2 separate regions of the Sus scrofa genome follow, and region 1 is linked to region 2. Evidence: chromatin contacts called from public Hi-C data. All regions are on one chromosome and are shown on one strand. The core of a region is the stretch at or near the end of the contact, and the rest is flanking DNA. Distances in the headings are between cores, read along the strand shown. Region 1 has its middle 62 kb from the start of ACSL1. Region 2 has its middle 7.8 kb from the start of CENPU.

Evidence for each region. Hi-C and Micro-C count contacts between places; a contact is called where the count stands out from the background.
Region 1: a contact with region 2 is called in a Hi-C map of liver, with 4 times the contacts expected there. The contact joins two enhancer-like sites. A contact is called at or near these places in 5 of 47 Hi-C or Micro-C datasets (liver and skeletal muscle) and 1 of 2 datasets of contacts at active chromatin or transcription factors (alveolar macrophages).

The regions. Positions count from the first base shown.
Region 1 is chr15:45,992,499-45,996,764 of Sscrofa11.1, forward strand. No RefSeq gene overlaps it. Among named protein-coding and RNA genes, the nearest start is that of ACSL1, 62 kb to the left of the region's middle. Within about 2 kb of position 1,268, at least 4 of the 83 cell types and tissues checked have an H3K27ac peak or open chromatin away from gene starts, as enhancers often do. A contact at or near this core is called in liver, where this site is marked.
Region 2 is chr15:45,857,154-45,861,374 of Sscrofa11.1, forward strand. No RefSeq gene overlaps it. Among named protein-coding and RNA genes, the nearest start is that of CENPU, 7.8 kb to the left of the region's middle. Within about 2 kb of position 1,573, at least 13 of the 83 cell types and tissues checked have an H3K27ac peak or open chromatin away from gene starts, as enhancers often do. A contact at or near this core is called in liver, where this site is marked.

The sequences.
Region 1 (4,266 bases), core at 18-2,517, 140 kb after region 2:
ATGTTTGTGTGCTGTAACACACAAACTCTCAAATGTTTAATAGAAATTTCTGGTAGGTGAGCAGCTCTCCTCCAGGCAGTGATTCAGGTTCTCAGGCTCTTTCCCATCTTTTAGCTCGGCCATTTCAACACCAGTTTCCATGTGGTATCAGCTACCTACTGATAGGACTTTAAAATGATTACAGCCATGGAGTTCCTGTTGTGGTTCAGTGAAGATGAGTCCAACTAGGAACCATGAGGTTGCGGATTTGATCCCTAGCCTCGATCATTGGGTTGGGGATCCAGCATTGCCATGAGCTGTGGTGTAGTTCCAGGATGTGGCGGGATCCCACATTGCTATGGCTGTGGTGTAGGCCAGAAGCTATGGCTCCGATTGGACCCCTACCTTGGGAGCCTCCACGTGCCTCAGGTGCAGCCCTAAAAAGCAAATAAAAATAAAAACGGGATTTCCCGTCGTGGCTCAGTGGTTAACGAATCCAACTAGGAACCACGAGGTGGCGGGTTCGATCCCTGGCCTTGCTCAGTGGGTTAAGGATCTGGCGTTGCCGTGAGCTAAGGTGTAGGTTGCAGATGCGGCTCGGATCCCTTGTTGCTGTGGCTGTGGCGTAGGCCGGTGGCTACAGGCTCTGATTAGACCCCTAGCCTGGGAATCTACATATGCCATGAGAGCGGCCCTAGAAAAGGCAAAAAGACAAAATAAATAAATAAATAAATAAATAGATAAATAAAATAAAAATTATTACAACCATAAAGAAGACTGCTTCACAGTCTTCTCCTTGTTGAACCAGTCATGGTGACTCTTCTGTCTGGGATTCTCTTTAACCATTAGGGCCTCCCGGCTGAGTGTCCCACCCAGTCTTTGTGACCTCACCACAGGGATTCTCTATGTGGATTTTCCATCCACTCTCCTCCTCCTCTCCATTTATTTTCCCTTTGCTCTGATTTCTTTCCTTCCTTTGAAAAATCTTATTGAAATATTCATTTTGGTACACCCAAAATTGTAAATGGAATAAGTAAAACCAAACCTAAAAATAAAAATGCTGCTGTGCCATCTCAAAGCCTTTCTAGTGAAGTACAAAATGCATGTGAAAATACAATACACTGCTACTGAATCCAGAGGGGAGAACACAGCAACTTTTGCCAGCTTTGGTGATTTTTTAACCCAAAGAACCAGCAGAAAAGCCAAGAAGGTGAGGTTCTCTTCCTAGACTGTGGTGACAGCACTCTGACCCATCTCCCGGCCCATGGATCCTGGGGTCAGAGACCTTGAACAGGTCTCCTTTTGTGGCCAGGCAAAGGGATCCAGTCTCACCAGCAGAACTGCTTTTAACACAAGCAACCAACAACAACAACCTTCCTTTCGTGGGGTGGGGTGGGACAGAGAGGAGATAATTAAGAAAACAGATTATACACAGAAAATTTTACACAATTTTTAAAGACTGGAATTTTTAAATTTTTAAATCATTTTTAAAGATTGTGTAATGATAGGAAAACATTTCACTGCAAATGTGTGCATAGCCACTCCTGTTAATCTTTAACAAGAGTCTGTCCTTTCTCTTACTTGGCACCAGGTTGGGCAGAGAATTCAGGGAACAGGTATTTTCTGAGGATTCTTTTCGGCTCTTCCATGGGCCCTGCCTGATCCCGACATAGACTACCACCCAAGGCCGAGTATAAGAAGATGACAGGAGTCTCTGGCCAGATGGACTGGTGCTGGACAGATCACATGAGAAAATAGATTATGTTACATACATCTACACATATATTCCACTTTTAAACACATATACAAAGTGCTTTTTTCTGATTCTGAAATGTATACTTAATAAAAAAAAACTCATGGAAAATTTAAGAGACAAAAATCATTCCTCACCATCTCCTGCGGCAAACTATACTTTCCTATATTTCTTTCCTGCTTTCACATATTATATATATTATATATTATATATATATATAAAATCATCTGTACATGTATATATCTATCTATATCTGTGTATGTATATATATATCACATAATTGGTTTCATATTATACATGTTATATTGGTTATCTTGTAGAATTTTTGTATTCAACATTGTAGCATTGTATTCAAATATTGGAAATCAGTGGCTGCATGTTTGGTTGGAGCCCTGTTTTGCCCTATCACACTGTCTCTAGGACCAGCACTCTAGTTGGAGCTAGAGGCCCCTCATTCCATATGGCTTCTAAACAGCAGGGAGCACATATCCTGATTTGCCCAGATGATCCCAGTTTATGCCAGTTATCCCTGTGTAATTAATAAGAGTTCCCTTCTCCACCCTTAAAAGTGTTTGCATTTGGACGATCAATGATATGGTCACCATCCTATACCCTGCCTGCCTTGCTCATCTAAGTTCCTGCCATGAAAGTGTTTGAGGTGACAGTGTATTTCTGTCTATTGTGGGGCTGTGGCCTCCAGGGCTGCAGAGATTAAGAGAAACAGCAGGACCTTTCTGGCTCTCCCAAAAACTGAACCCTAAGGAAAATAGCCCTTGTGGTGCATTAAGCTTTCCACCTTCCAAACACATACAGCATGTGATAGAAGCATTTCTCTTGAGGTTGGTGGAAATTGTCTTTAGATCTTATACTTTTATGTATATTACATGGATTTAGTCTATTTTTATTGCAATAACCCAAGAGTATAAACACAAATGTCTTGGAGTTCCCATCTTGGCTCAGCAGAAATGAATCTGACTAGGAACAATGAAGTTGCGGGTTTGATCCCTGGCCTCGCTCAGTGGGTCAAGGATCCAGTGTTGCCATAAGCTGGGATATAGGTCACAGACGTGGCTCAGATCTGATGTTGTTGTGGCTGTGGCTGTGACTGTGGCCAGCAGCTGTAGCTCTGATTTGACCCCTAGCCTAGGAACCGCCATATGACAGGGGTACGGCCCTAAAAAAACTATATATATATATATATAGTTATCTGTCTTTATTTGTGGTTTCCAAACACAGCATTATGCACAAAATGGATGCTCAATTAATATCACAAATTCACAGTCTTTAAGACTGACATTTAAAAAAAAAAACTTAGTAAAATTTGTGTCAATTCTGATATAGAAAAACTTCCTACTAGACAGAGCTAGAAGAAGGGACAGTTGAACTGGAAGGTTTAAAATGTATTTTGAAGGCAAACACTATAACAGAATATTTTGTTATTAAAACATTGCATGTTATCTGAGTAATTGACCTGATACTCATTTTTTAAAAATATAAATAGTTCCATTTTGTCTAATATGAAAGTAAATATCACCCATAACTACATCCTCTAAAATAAGCACTGTGAATATTTTGGTTCATAACTTTACAGATTATGAACTATAAATGCAATCAGCAGATAGATGTGGGATGGGCCTCCCATCCCCTCCTGAGGGAGGAGGGAGCGGTATTCTCTACATAGAGAAGTAATCGGAAATTAGTCACACTTTCTCTACTGCAAATATTCCATGCAAATCGGAATCAAAAGAAAGCTGGAGTACCAATACTCATATCAGACAAAATAGACCTTAAAATGAAGAATATTTTAAAGAGACAAGGAAGGACATTACATAATGAACAAAGGATCAATCCAAAAAGAAGATATAACAATATTATTTATTTTATTTTATTTATTTATTTTTGTCTTTTCTAGGGCCACACCCATGGCATGTGGAGATTCCCAGGACAGGGGTCTAATTGGAGCTGTGGCTGCTGGCCTAAGCCACAGCCAGAGCAATGTGAGATCCAAGCCGCAACTGTGACCTACACCACAGCTCATGGCAATGCCAGAATCTTAAACCACTGAGCAAGACCATAGATTGAACCTGCAGCCTCATTGTTCAGAGTCAGATGTGTTAATCACTGAGCCACTACAGGAACTCCAGATATAACAATTTTAAATATATATGCACCCAATATAGAATCACCACAATATATAAGGCAACTGCTAACAACCTTAAAAGGACAAATCAACAATAACACAATCATAGTGGGGGACTTTAACACCCCACTTACAGCAATGGACAGATCATCCAGACTGAAAATCAATAAGGAAACAAAGGCCTTGAATGAAGCATTAGACCAGATGGACTTCCTAGATATTTATAGGACATTCCATCCAAAAGCAACAGAATACACATTCTTCTCAAGTGCACAGGGAACATTCTCTAGGACTGATCACATCCTGGGCTACGAATCCAACCGTGGTAACTTTAAGAAAATTGAAATCATGTCAAGCATCTTTTCCAACCACAACGCTATGTGACTGGAGATCA
Region 2 (4,221 bases), core at 323-2,822:
TTTATTTATTGGTTCCACATTTTGGAATTATTAATTTGATGTTCAATGAAAATACAAGTGCAAATATTAATTGATCTTACAGGATTACCATGAGGATAAGAAATAAAGGCATATAGAAGGGCTTATCTTTGGGTTGGGGGGACTGCATCACGCAGCAGCTTGATTCAGGATCTCACTTCCCAGACCTGGGTTCAGCTCCCGACCAGAGACTGAACCCAGGCTGCAGCAGTGAAAGTGCCAAATCCTAAACACTAGACCAGTAGGGGACTCCCGGGCTTAGAATTTTTATTATGCCTCTTTGCTTTCTTTCCAGCGATCTTGGTCTGTTGAATTGCCTATTCAGGGCTGTGTCCACTAGAGGGCAGAGAAAGAACGGGGCTGGAGATCGGAACATGTAACCGGAGACCGGAGTTGCTTGCTAAGGTTCAGACATTGCAAATATTGGCTCAAAGTTGGTTCAAGATTAATAAGACTAAACATCTTATCAACTGCCTTTGCTCAACTCATTTTCCCCTTTATGTGCATGATCCTCTTCCATAATTTATCAAATCCACTCCTGTGAGTTTCCTTTAGGGCAAAGAGTATAATTTTCTCTTGTGGAAAATAAGATCATTTATTTATCAGATTTTCCAAATTTCTTTTTTAACTTCTTACAGCACCTATGAATTATTGGGTACACAGGAATAACCCCCATTCCTGGCAGTTCTCATCAGGAAGGAACTAAAGTTGTTATCTGTTTCAAACAGACCAACTGCCTGACATCTGTAACTAAGATACAACAAAACAAACCCAAAATGTCCCAGGAAGGAGGAGGGTGCAGGCCAGGAGGGAGGAGACCTTCCCTTGGATTCTCGCTTGAAAGAAAAGGGGCAACAAAAATTCAGAAAGGAAATACTATTTGGTGTTATTAAAGTTGGAGGGCAGTAAATCAACTGTATTTTAAGAAAATAAAGAACAATGGTAAAGGCAACTATAGATATCATTAGCTATATAGAGGTAATAAAGATACGTATAAAAGCCATTATTATTGCATTTATACTTTCTAAACTTTCTAGTTTTACTATGTGATTTAAAAAGTAAATGCATAAAACAATAATATAGATCTATATTCATAGAAATGTAAGTACGTATTATAAAGATGTACTGCATGCCAATAAACAAAGATTTTTCCAGGGAGGGATGGACTGGGGGTTTGGGGATTGGCATACGCACACTGAGGTATATAGAATGATTGGCCAATGGGGACCTGCTGAATAGCACAGGGAACTCTACCCAATATCCTGTGATAATCTATGTGGGAAAAGAATCTGAAAAAGAATGGATGTGTGTGTATATATAAGTGATTTATTTTGTCGTACAGCAGAAATCATCACAAGATTATAAATCAACTATACTTCAATCCTTTTTAAAAGATGCAGATAAACAGAAAGAAAGTAAGAAGGAAGGAAGGAAAAAGATTTTTCCATTGGAGCAAACTGAACATTGCCTTCCCCATGTCACATGCTTTCTGACACTGCCCTGGCTCTGATACCCAGCTACTAAACTTGTTTGCTCTGTAACTAATATTCTACTTTTTCCAGACCTAACTGGCACTTCTCCTACCCAAGCTGAGGTCACATGGCCAAATAGATCGGATCACCGCATCCTGACGATGTGATGTCACATAGCTCAGATTCCATTCCCAGCTCCCTGCAGGACTTAAGAAAGTCTGGTGCAGGAACCCCAGCAGGAACATTCTAGCAAAATTCAGGATTTCACTAGCCAAGAAAAACTGACTTCTAACCCGTGGAGTAACCTTATAGCTCAAATTTCTACAAGGACCAAAGGGGCACAGAAGCTGAGGAAGAGAAAAGAAAATGAAAGAACACTCCAGAGAAAAAGATTTTCTTAAGAAAGAAGAGAAATAAAGTTTCTATAGTAGAAACTTGTCTCTGTATTCTCACTCATGCTCTGGTTAAAAATGAACTTTCTGGAAAAAGTTTTCATCCTTGTAATGACCTTGCTCACACAGATGTGACTTTGGGGTGACCTGAGAACACACACAGTTGTGAGATTGACCTTGTTCAGAATGCTTGGGGCAAGCAAGGTCCTTTCCTCAGGGATCCCTTCTGCTCAGCCAAGGAAGGAGCAGTGAAGAGCCAGGGACCCTTCAGACAAATCCAGGTCAGACAGGCTTCCCTCTAACCCCAGGTGACATAAAAACCTTCTTCCTAGAACCTTCTGCAGGAAGAAACACCTCCGCCCACTTTCTGGCTGCAACCTTGTACCTCATGGTCCCGGTCACTCACCCTTTTGACCTTGTCCCCTAACATAAAAAGATGGTTATCACCACACCACTGCCAAGCCACAATCATGCGCAACAATTTGTTTCCTGCACTTGGAGAACTAGAAAAACCTTCCTAGAGGAAGTGACAGCTGTAATCTCACTGAAATAAAAGGGCAGGAGCAGCCAAGCGGGAGTAAGAGATTGCTCTAGGGAGGGCGCATGCACAAAGTTCCAGGGGTGTGTGAGAGCGTGATGCATTCTGGGAGCAAGACTAAGCTCAATGTGGCTGGAACAGAGATGGGGAGGTGGCGAGAGATGAGGCTGGGCGGTGGGGGACAGGTGGGGACCCTCCAGGTCCTTAATCCTCAAAGTGTAGCGCACAGACCAGTGGCACTGGCACTGCCTGGGCGCTTGTTAGAAATGCAGAATTTCAGGCCTGATTCCAGATTTATTGACTCAGAATCTGCATTCCAAGATCTCCCAGGGATCTGATGCACAATCACGTTTGAGAAGACCTCCTCTAAGTACAGTCAACAGATCAAACCTGAGAGGGGTAGGAAACCTCGGAATGATTAAGCAGAGGAATCACCAGATTAAGACTTGTGCATTAGAGAGATGATTCTTGCCACAAGGTGGAAGAAACGTGGGTGAGTTAGTAGAGAGCAAAACTGGAGACAAGGAGGTCAGGTGAGAGGCTGGTGCAGCTGGCCTGGCCAGAGGTGGTGCCATCCTGCTTGGCAGGAGGATTTAGGGCTGGAATGCTATGGTTGGATTTGATGGACAGCAGGGAAAAGCATCAGTGAGATGTGGCTGCCTGGGGAGGCCCTGGAGTTTCTCTCAAATGCAGCCCAGCGACAGTTCAGCCAGGGTGGGGCAGGGAGGGAAGCTGGCAGGTACCAGCAGGGTGGGGGCGGCAGTATCAGTGGGCGTGGGAAAGCAAGAGGCTCAAAGACAAGAGTCCCTCTGTGCCTGCACATGTTGCCCAATGCAGAATGCCAGCCGACTGGTTTTACGCCCGCTCCACGTATGTCCCCTGCAGCAGCACTGCTGTCACACACTGACTCACCCTCCAGCTTTACAAGCCACATGCAAAGCAGGAAGACCGCCTCAGGTTCTTGGGGGAAAATCCAGAAAATCGTGTTATAACAAGGACCATCACTGTTAGAGAAATCTAATAGAACCAGCACCTCTTTAAAAATCTAAACAAAAGAGAGTAGCAAAGAACTTACAAGCAATATATAGTAGTGAAAAAGAACAGAATCTTTCTGCTTCCTGGAAAGAACAGAATCCCTCTGTACCTGAGGCACGGTGCTGAGAAGCAGAACTCACCTAGCAAGACACCCACCTTTTGAACAAGTCAGGAGCAGAGGAGTTAAAAGCCAAAGGAGGAGTTCCCATTGTGGCTCAGCCATAAGGAACCCAACTGGGGATGAGGGTTTTTTTCCCGGCCCTGCTCAGTGGGTTAAGGATCTGGCATTACTGTGAGCTGTGGTGTAGGTCACAGATGCAGCTCAGATCTGGCGTTGCTGTGGCTGTGGTGTAGGCCAGTGGCTACAGCTCCAATTAGACCCCTAGCCTGGGAACCTCCATGTGCCTCGGGTTCGGAAAGAAAGAAAGAAAGAGGGAAGGAGGGAGGGAGGAAGGAAGGAGAAAGAAAGAAAGACAAAGGAAAAATTCCAGATTCCTTTTTATGCCAAATATATAGATAATAATAAGTTGGGTCAATTTCCCAATTATTCATGCCGGGTGAAGGGATGAGAAGGTGGAACACAGATTTCGGCATCTACTCCAGGATGCAGGAGTGAAAGCACAGCTGTGGGGGTGGGGGGGGGGAACATTGCTCTGCAAGCAGAAGACACAGAGGAAGCACCCTGGCTGTGACCTTCAATCAGACTCAAGGCCACGGGCACCATCGGCAATAGCTGAGGGGCTGGAGGAAGAGGAACAGGGAGTTC